Regions from separate parts of the Anas platyrhynchos genome. Here region 1 is linked to region 2. The links are chromatin contacts, called in public Hi-C maps. All regions are on one chromosome and are shown on one strand. The core of a region is the stretch at or near the end of the contact, and the rest is flanking DNA. Distances in the headings are between cores, read along the strand shown.

Region 1 (3,539 bases), core at 616-3,115, 680 kb before region 2:
TGACTACGCAGCAGCTCTTGCCTCTCGCTTCACTCTTTCTGCGTGGATCCATCCCTCCTTTGCTACCCGACAGCAGAGGCGGGACGGCAGAAAGCGCCCCAAAGTGCACTCGGGGACATTTGCTTGGTGAGGAGTTGGACGGTTGTAGATGTGCTTTGCTGGAAGGCTGCTCAGCAGAAATGGTCGTTTCCCGTTAAAAACAATAAGAGTATATATTGTTAATAAAATAATTAAATAATTCAAATAAAATAATTAAATAAAAAAAATAGTAAAATAGTGAAAATAATATTTTTTTTCTTTTTTCTTTTTTTTCTTTTCTTTCTTTTCTTTTTTTTCCTTTTTTTTTTTTTTTTAATTTTCTTTCTGGGAGGGGGGTGCTGCGGGGGGAGGGAGGGGAGGAGAGAGTCGCAGGTGCCGGAGAGGGGGTGGGGGGTGTTTCGCGCTGCCTCCCGCGGGCTCGGAGCGGCCGGGAGGGGGCGCGATGTCCCCACGGTAGTGGCGGCGGCCGTGGGAAAGCGGGGCCGCCCCCCAGCGCCGGCGGGAGCCTCACAGGGGGTGGGGTGGAGCCCCCCCTCCCCCCCCCGCTTCCATCCCCCTTCCATCCGTCCTTTCCCCCCCCAGCTTCGGTCCTCTCGCCCCGTGGGGCGGCCCCGAGCTTTGCATCCTGCCCTGTGGGTTGTGCTTTAATAAATAAATAAATAAATAAATAAATAAATAAATAAATAAATAAAATAAAAGTGGGGAGGGGGATATATAAATAAATGGGAATAAAAAAATCCCAGCAGGGATGGGATAAGTTGGGGGGGGGGGGGGAAACGGACACTACGTTCCGTGGAGCGGAGAGTAGAGGGGCTTTGCTAGGGAGGTTTAGGGGAATTGAGGGGATTTGGGGAGGGAATAGGGGGTGAGGGCTCAGCACGGGGAAGGGGGGGGGCTCGGGGAAGCCGCAGGTGCGGCGGTGGGAGGGATGGGGGCGTCAGCTAACGGTCCTGGGGGGCCGGGCAGCGAGATGGGGGCGTCCCGTCGGGGGTGGGCACCGGGAGCTGGGGCGGGGGGGGACCCCGGGAAGGGACAGGGAAGGGGCAGGGGGCAGCCGGGGTGTGACAAAACGGGCTGCAAGGTGACCCCCGCGGGCCTGTGCCCCCCCTCTCTTACACCCCTACATCCCCCCTCCCTCCCCCCCCGCAGCCTCCTTTTCTCCCGTTTAATCCTCCCGCAAAGGCGGGATAAGAAAGCGGCGACCCGGGGCGGGGGTGCCCGAGTCGGAGCCCCCCCGATGAGGCTGGGTGCCCACCGAAGCCCCCCTACATGGAGGGGGAGTGTTGGAAAAAGGGGTTGAACCCCCCTCCCCCTTGTGCCCTGTCGGGGAGCGCTGAGCAAGGAGGGAAAAGGCGAGGAGCAGCCTTTTAATCCCTCCTAGTAAATTTTTTTTTTTTTACTATGTTTACTTCCGACCTCTCCTTGCGCAGCTCGTAGTAAGAAGGGTGGAAAAAAAATAAATAATTAAAAAAATAAAAATTAAAAAAAAAATAAAAAATAACCACCGCGGAGCGCTGCATCACCTCCCCCCCCCCCCAGCCCTTCCAAACCTCCCGGCGGAATTAAAGGCTGGGGGATTGTGTGTGTGTGTGGTGGGGGGGACACGCGGAGCTCCTCGGCCGCCCCCTCGCGGTGCCGCGCTCCCCGCCGCCAGGCGCGGAGCTCTGCGCGCCCGCTGCCGAACGGGGGCGCGGGAGGCGTCGGCGCGCACGGCGGGAGCGAGCGGGGGCCCCGCGGTGGTGCCCCCGCCCCCCGCGGCACTTTTACGCCCGCCCCTCGCCGGCTCTTTAAAGCAAGAAAGCAACTAAACTTCTATTGTAGCAGACAGAGCGCGCCGCGCCGCCTTGGACCGTACAATCTGATTCCCCTTCTCTCCGCTGCTCCTTGATTTTTTTTTTTTTTATTTTTTTTTTTCTAAACCTTGGTGGGAGGAAGAGATCTACGTTCTCCCGGCGTTTTGTCCTTTTTTTCCCCGTCCTATCCGGCGGTTCTTTTTATAATTTTATATATATATTATTTTTTTTCCTTATTTTGTTGGTCCCCGCACCGCCCGCAATAATTGCCTCGCTCCGTTTCGCAGCTGGCGCCTTGGAGAAGCCGGTGAGTCGCGGGGCTCCGCTTTTCCCATCACTCGATCCGCCGCGGTAGTGGCTTGGACTGACAGGGCTGCTGACACCGGGGGCCGCCGGGGCTGCGCTCCGAGGACGGGGACACCGGCGGTCCCCCCCGGGGGACGCTCTCCTGCGCCGGGGCACCGGCCTTCCCCATCCTTTCGCTTGCTCTCGGCTCTTCAAATATCTATCTATTTTTTATTTTTTTTTATTTTTTCTCGGGGGAGGGGAAGCATTTGCTTCTCCCGCGTATGCATGGGCAGGTTATGCTTATTGCACATTCTGCCTATATTCATATATATGGGTATATATATATATGGATATATGGATACATATATATATAGATATATATGCATGTATATATATACGTGTGTATATATATATATATCTTTGCGTAGACATATATATTTATTTATATATATATTATATGCGTGTATATGACAAGACCTGGCAAACTTTGCTGAGGTCCCTGCCCGTCCCCGCGCATTGCCCGCACGCCCAGGTGGGTGGCAAGGGGGCAGCCCCCCTGGGTGCTCGAAGCTCCCCGCAGCTCTCCCTTCCCTTCCCGGCTCGGTCCCGGATTCCCGATCCCGGGCTGGCGGAGCTGCTCCGGGAGGGAAGGAAGAGGGCTTCGTGCCGGAGCCGTGCCCCGTGTGAACGCGGCGGCTGCGGAGGGGCGGCGGGAGGGAGCCGAGCCGAGCCGTGCCGCGTCGAGCTGAGCCGTGCCAAACCGTGCAGAACCGAGTAGGGCTGCACAGAGCTGCCGGAGCCCCTCCGGGAGAGCCGCGGGGAGGGTGGTCGGGGCGGCACCGGGAGCTGCCCCCCTCGGTAGATCAAGTCGCGCCTCCGACTTGGGAGAGGGTGAGGGGAGGTCGTACCTTTTTTATTATGATTATCATGGATTTTATTATGATTTTTTTTTAACATTAATTTGAAACCGACCGCGGGTTTTTTTGCCCGTCGGCACGGCGCGGGGAGCCGGGAGGGAGCGCTGCGCGCTGGGGGGCGGTCGCCCCTTTAGGGTCGCGGGGGGAGAGCCGACCCCCAAGGCTCACCCCGGCGTCCCCCTGTCCTCCCCCTCCCGCAGGCACCAGCCGCCGCGATGCCTCTCAGCGCCAGCTTCCCCAGCAAAAACTACGATTACGACTACGACTCGGTGCAGCCCTACTTCTACTTCGAGGAGGAGGAGGAGAACTTCTACCTGGCGGCGCAGCAGAGGGGCAGTGAGCTGCAGCCCCCAGCCCCGTCCGAGGACATCTGGAAGAAGTTTGAGCTCCTGCCCACGCCGCCCCTGTCGCCCAGCCGCCGCTCCAGCCTGGCCGCCGCCTCCTGCTTCCCCTCCACCGCCGACCAGCTGGAGATGGTGACGGAGCTCCTCGGAGGGGACAT
Region 2 (3,785 bases), core at 915-3,414:
TGAGCCCTGTGTAGAAAGTTTGGAGTGAGTGTCTTTCACCCATGTGACACAGAAGGTCAGCCTAGATGGCCACAGTGAACCTTTGTTGACACTAAAACCTGTGAAACTCTGAGTCCCTGTGGTTCAGTAAGGTATAACTCACTGCCTGTGCCAACTCTGCCTTCTTACCCCCCTGGCATCTGGTCTGCTGAGGCTGCAGGTCTCACAGTGGGGTTTTAGAGCAAACAACTGGGAAAACCTGACTGCTTAGCAGAACAAAACTAAAACACATCAGCTTCCACTCCATGACGCACTGGTATGTGGAGTATTAAAGGCATTTGAACCACAATCCCCACTCAGATCAGCTTGTGCATCCCCTCTGGACATCAGAGCAACATTCCCATTTCTTGCTGCATTGGTGGCTTGCTCAGCAGCAGTGTGTTTACACTCCCTAAACCCAAACTCCAGTACTATTATGTCCATATTGCCCGTCCCTGCTCCAGAGAATTCCCCATGTTTAGTCTGAAGTTTCTGCACTGCAACAGCTTATGTAGGAGGTAGCTGCTGTAAGTCACAGAAATACATCCATAGAAATGAGCATTTTCCAAATTTTACAGTAGAAGACAGTGGCTGGGAAAGTATTCTGATATCTTGGAATTAAAGGAATTTGCTTATTACTATGAACATTAAACTTTACTAGGACTATGAACGGAACTTATTTTCTGAGTTTCAGCTGGTATTTTGCAATTTTACCCTCCAGCCTACTTTTTTTTTTTTTTAATTGAAACTTCTAGAATATACACTTTCTGTTCAGCTTTTGCAACTTCCTGCATGAATGAAATATCCCCTACCCCTGACCAGAAAACCCTTCCACATCTCTTTCAGAAGTTCACTTCAGCAAATGTAACATCCTCACCAGAAGGAAATGCAAGCCATAAAACATTCTGCAGCCTTCCTTTCTGTCTGGCTTGCCTCAGACTTCATTCATAAAAAGAGAGAGAGGAGGGGAGAATAAGAAAAAGTGACAGTTGATTCAGAAAGTTGTAAGATGTAAACACTCGTCCACAAATGATGCATGGATGGTTAGTGTTGCATATCTTTGGGGACAACATAGCCCTGTCTTTCAAACTTGTCAAATCCTAACAGCCATTGTTATCAGCATGCAGAAGCTTCCAAATTCCTACCTGTCACTGAAATTCTTAGAAAATGAGAAACCATAACAGGCTGAGAAAATGTAACTGTGATCTGTGCTATCCTGCTGCTGCCTGGGACACCAGCACTTGCCCACAAGTGTAATGCTTACTTAGCAGAGCCATCTTATTGATATCCTCAGGACTTCTAGTTTCTTTAAGCGTTCACAAGGTCAGATGGGCAAGCAAATTTCTCACTCTTTCCAAAGGCTGCAGACACCTCGGTGATTTTTTTTATCCCTAAGTAACCCCTGTGACATTTGCATTGCAGTGGCAGCTCTAGTGCTTCTCCACAAAGCTCAGGCTCCTGCTGTACTGACCACTACTGAAACACTCTGTGTGACAGAGAAAGAAAGCATAGTTATTATTAATTATTCTAATTACTATTATTATTGCTTCCACTTTACAAAAAATGAATGAGGGAAGAGCAGCCTTCATTTTCAGCCCTGCTCGGGGTCAGTGAAGTGAAACTTTGCCAAGCACCCAGGGTCAGGACAGGGATGAAACCTTTCACCCTCCTGAGAGATAAAAAAAAAAAAAAAAAAAAAAAAAAAAAAAAAGAAGCCACTTTCCCCAAGAATTGTAAAACTTTATGAGACCCATCCTCCCAGAAAAATGTCGTTAGCCAGCAGATCAGTGCAATTACTTTTCACGGGTGTGCTGGAGGCTGCTGCCCTGGAAGCAGGTGGGCTTCCAGCCCTGGGGTGCGAGCAACAACTCTCCAGACCCTTTCTCCCACTGCTCCCCAGCTATATCCGTCCCTGGCCTGGGCAGCTCCGAATAGAAAGGAATTCCTGGCACAAAGCACATGGGGAGCAGCAGCCACCCCACACTGCAAAGCTTTCCTGCAGCCTCCCGGCCGCTGGCCCTGCCTTTTGAATGGGCTCCGTGTCAGCAGGCGGCAGGAATTCGGGGAATGCTAAACTGCAGGGCAGTCCACTTGGGAGGATTAAGGCACATGACTCGCAGACAGGAGCGATAGCCCTGAAGGCCAAGCCCTACAATGAGCGGTTTCTCCCCAGGCCCCCCCACAAGCAAGCGTCCTCTGCCCTGGCCAGCAGGGAGGAAGCGAAGCAGGACTTGCATCGAGAGCTTCCTACTTTTCATTGAGAAAAAAGAGAGCGTGGCTGCTCTCTGACAGATCCTCTCCCTCCCCAGGCAGAAGACGGGGCTGGGAGATGGGTAGGGACAGAGGCGGCATTTCTTCAATGAATTCAGTTTCCCACTGCGTGTAAAGGTTACTTCCCTCCATCACCTCGCTGGATCCTGTCACAAGCTTCCCACTCTGAACGAAAAGCAGAAACTGCCTTTCTGAACGAAACCACTTCTCACTTCACTGTGTTTTAGTGGCCAGGAGCCCCACGCTGCCACAGCCCCGCTGTAGTGCTTTTGAGCATTAAAATTCCCGCGTCTTTGTCGGAGGTGGCTGTGAGAACATATCTGGGAGCTGTTTGTGTGTTTTGCTGCTAAAAGTATCTGTCATGACAGGCAGGCTTCGCACTGCCTGCTGCGTTTGAGGCCAGGTTTGCTGGGTGATGCCATGCTGCATGCATCCTCTAAACCACACAGTGGAAGAATGTGGCCTGGTACCTCTCCCTCACTCTTTCTTGATAAATCCCACAGGTCCTCTGCATGAACCTGAAGTCAGATGTCTGAAGCACACCCCAAGAGGTCTCCTCCATGCCCCCAGGAGTGCAGGGGACCCCAGAAGCAGCCCCAAGCTAGCCCTTCCTCATGTGTCAGAAACCCCTTTTACCTGATAATAGCACCCAAAATATTTACTGTGACCATGTTTATTAACACATGGCATGCATTGTGGGCCAGCTGTAGGTACTGGCTTCAGTCTGAGAAGATCTCACATGATCATGAAATGACCATGAAGAAAGCAACAGGATCAACCACACTAGTCCTATCAATTGTAGAAGACCTTGGAGGGCAGGGTGTAGTTATTTCTGTTTAACTTTTCCTGTTACTTAAGATTTGTTTCATGGAGCATTTGCAACAAAAAACATTGATATAAAAGCTCTTAATTGCCTGCACCTGCACTACCAGTGGGACAGGCAGAGGACTGGCAGGAGGAGCCCTCCCTTGCTCTGCTGTTTCTGACCCAATGTACCTGAAATAAAAAAGGTCTTATCCTGCTTGTTTTCACATCACTTCACATCCAGTAACTGCAAATTAATCATTCCCATGCAAATAAAAGCAAATTCAGTCTTCATATATTCCTTGGAGATATTCAGTTACAAATAGTCATTTGTGGGATAAATAATTGATTGTAATTAAAGCTGTGTACTGAAGAGAGGAAGTTTCACAGCTCTCCTTTCTTCTTAAAGCTTTGGTGTCCAAAGCTGAGTACCAGCTGGAGTAAATACACCGGAAGTTTAACATAGCTGGCCTTATCTGTGTTGTGCAGAACTGGATAACTTCACGTTTGTAAGCTAACACCCAGATCTTGTGCTTGCCTGAGAATACACGACCGTACAGCTTGCTAGATAAGCTACTGCATTTGCAGATGATAATGCATGCTCAAAGTGTGATGATGCATGTCCACGTGTTAAATTCCATTCACAAATTATTAAAATATTGTTTATGAACTAGAGGAACTGCTGTGCTAGA

The links. A called contact is a pair of places that touch in the nucleus more often than the background predicts.
Region 1: a Hi-C map of F5 follicle shows a contact between it and region 2, with 6 times the contacts expected there. The contact joins the promoter of MYC here to the enhancer-like site in region 2. A contact is called at or near these places in 3 of 8 Hi-C or Micro-C datasets (F5 follicle, small yellow follicle and subcutaneous adipose tissue).

The regions. Positions count from the first base shown.
Region 1 is chr2:10,333,534-10,337,072 of IASCAAS_PekinDuck_T2T, reverse strand. MYC (MYC proto-oncogene, bHLH transcription factor) reads left to right here and starts at 1,865. Exons shown (of 3, transcript XM_038175084.2): 1 at 1,865-2,139; 2 at 3,238-3,539. The coding sequence starts at 3,253.
Region 2 is chr2:9,658,195-9,661,979 of IASCAAS_PekinDuck_T2T, reverse strand. The region is part of intron 5 of LOC106019000 (a long non-coding RNA gene); the gene reads right to left. Among named protein-coding and RNA genes, the nearest start is that of CYRIB, 160 kb to the right of the region's middle. Within about 2 kb of position 2,164, at least 5 of the 8 cell types and tissues checked have an H3K27ac peak or open chromatin away from gene starts, as enhancers often do. A contact at or near this core is called in F5 follicle and small yellow follicle, where this site is marked.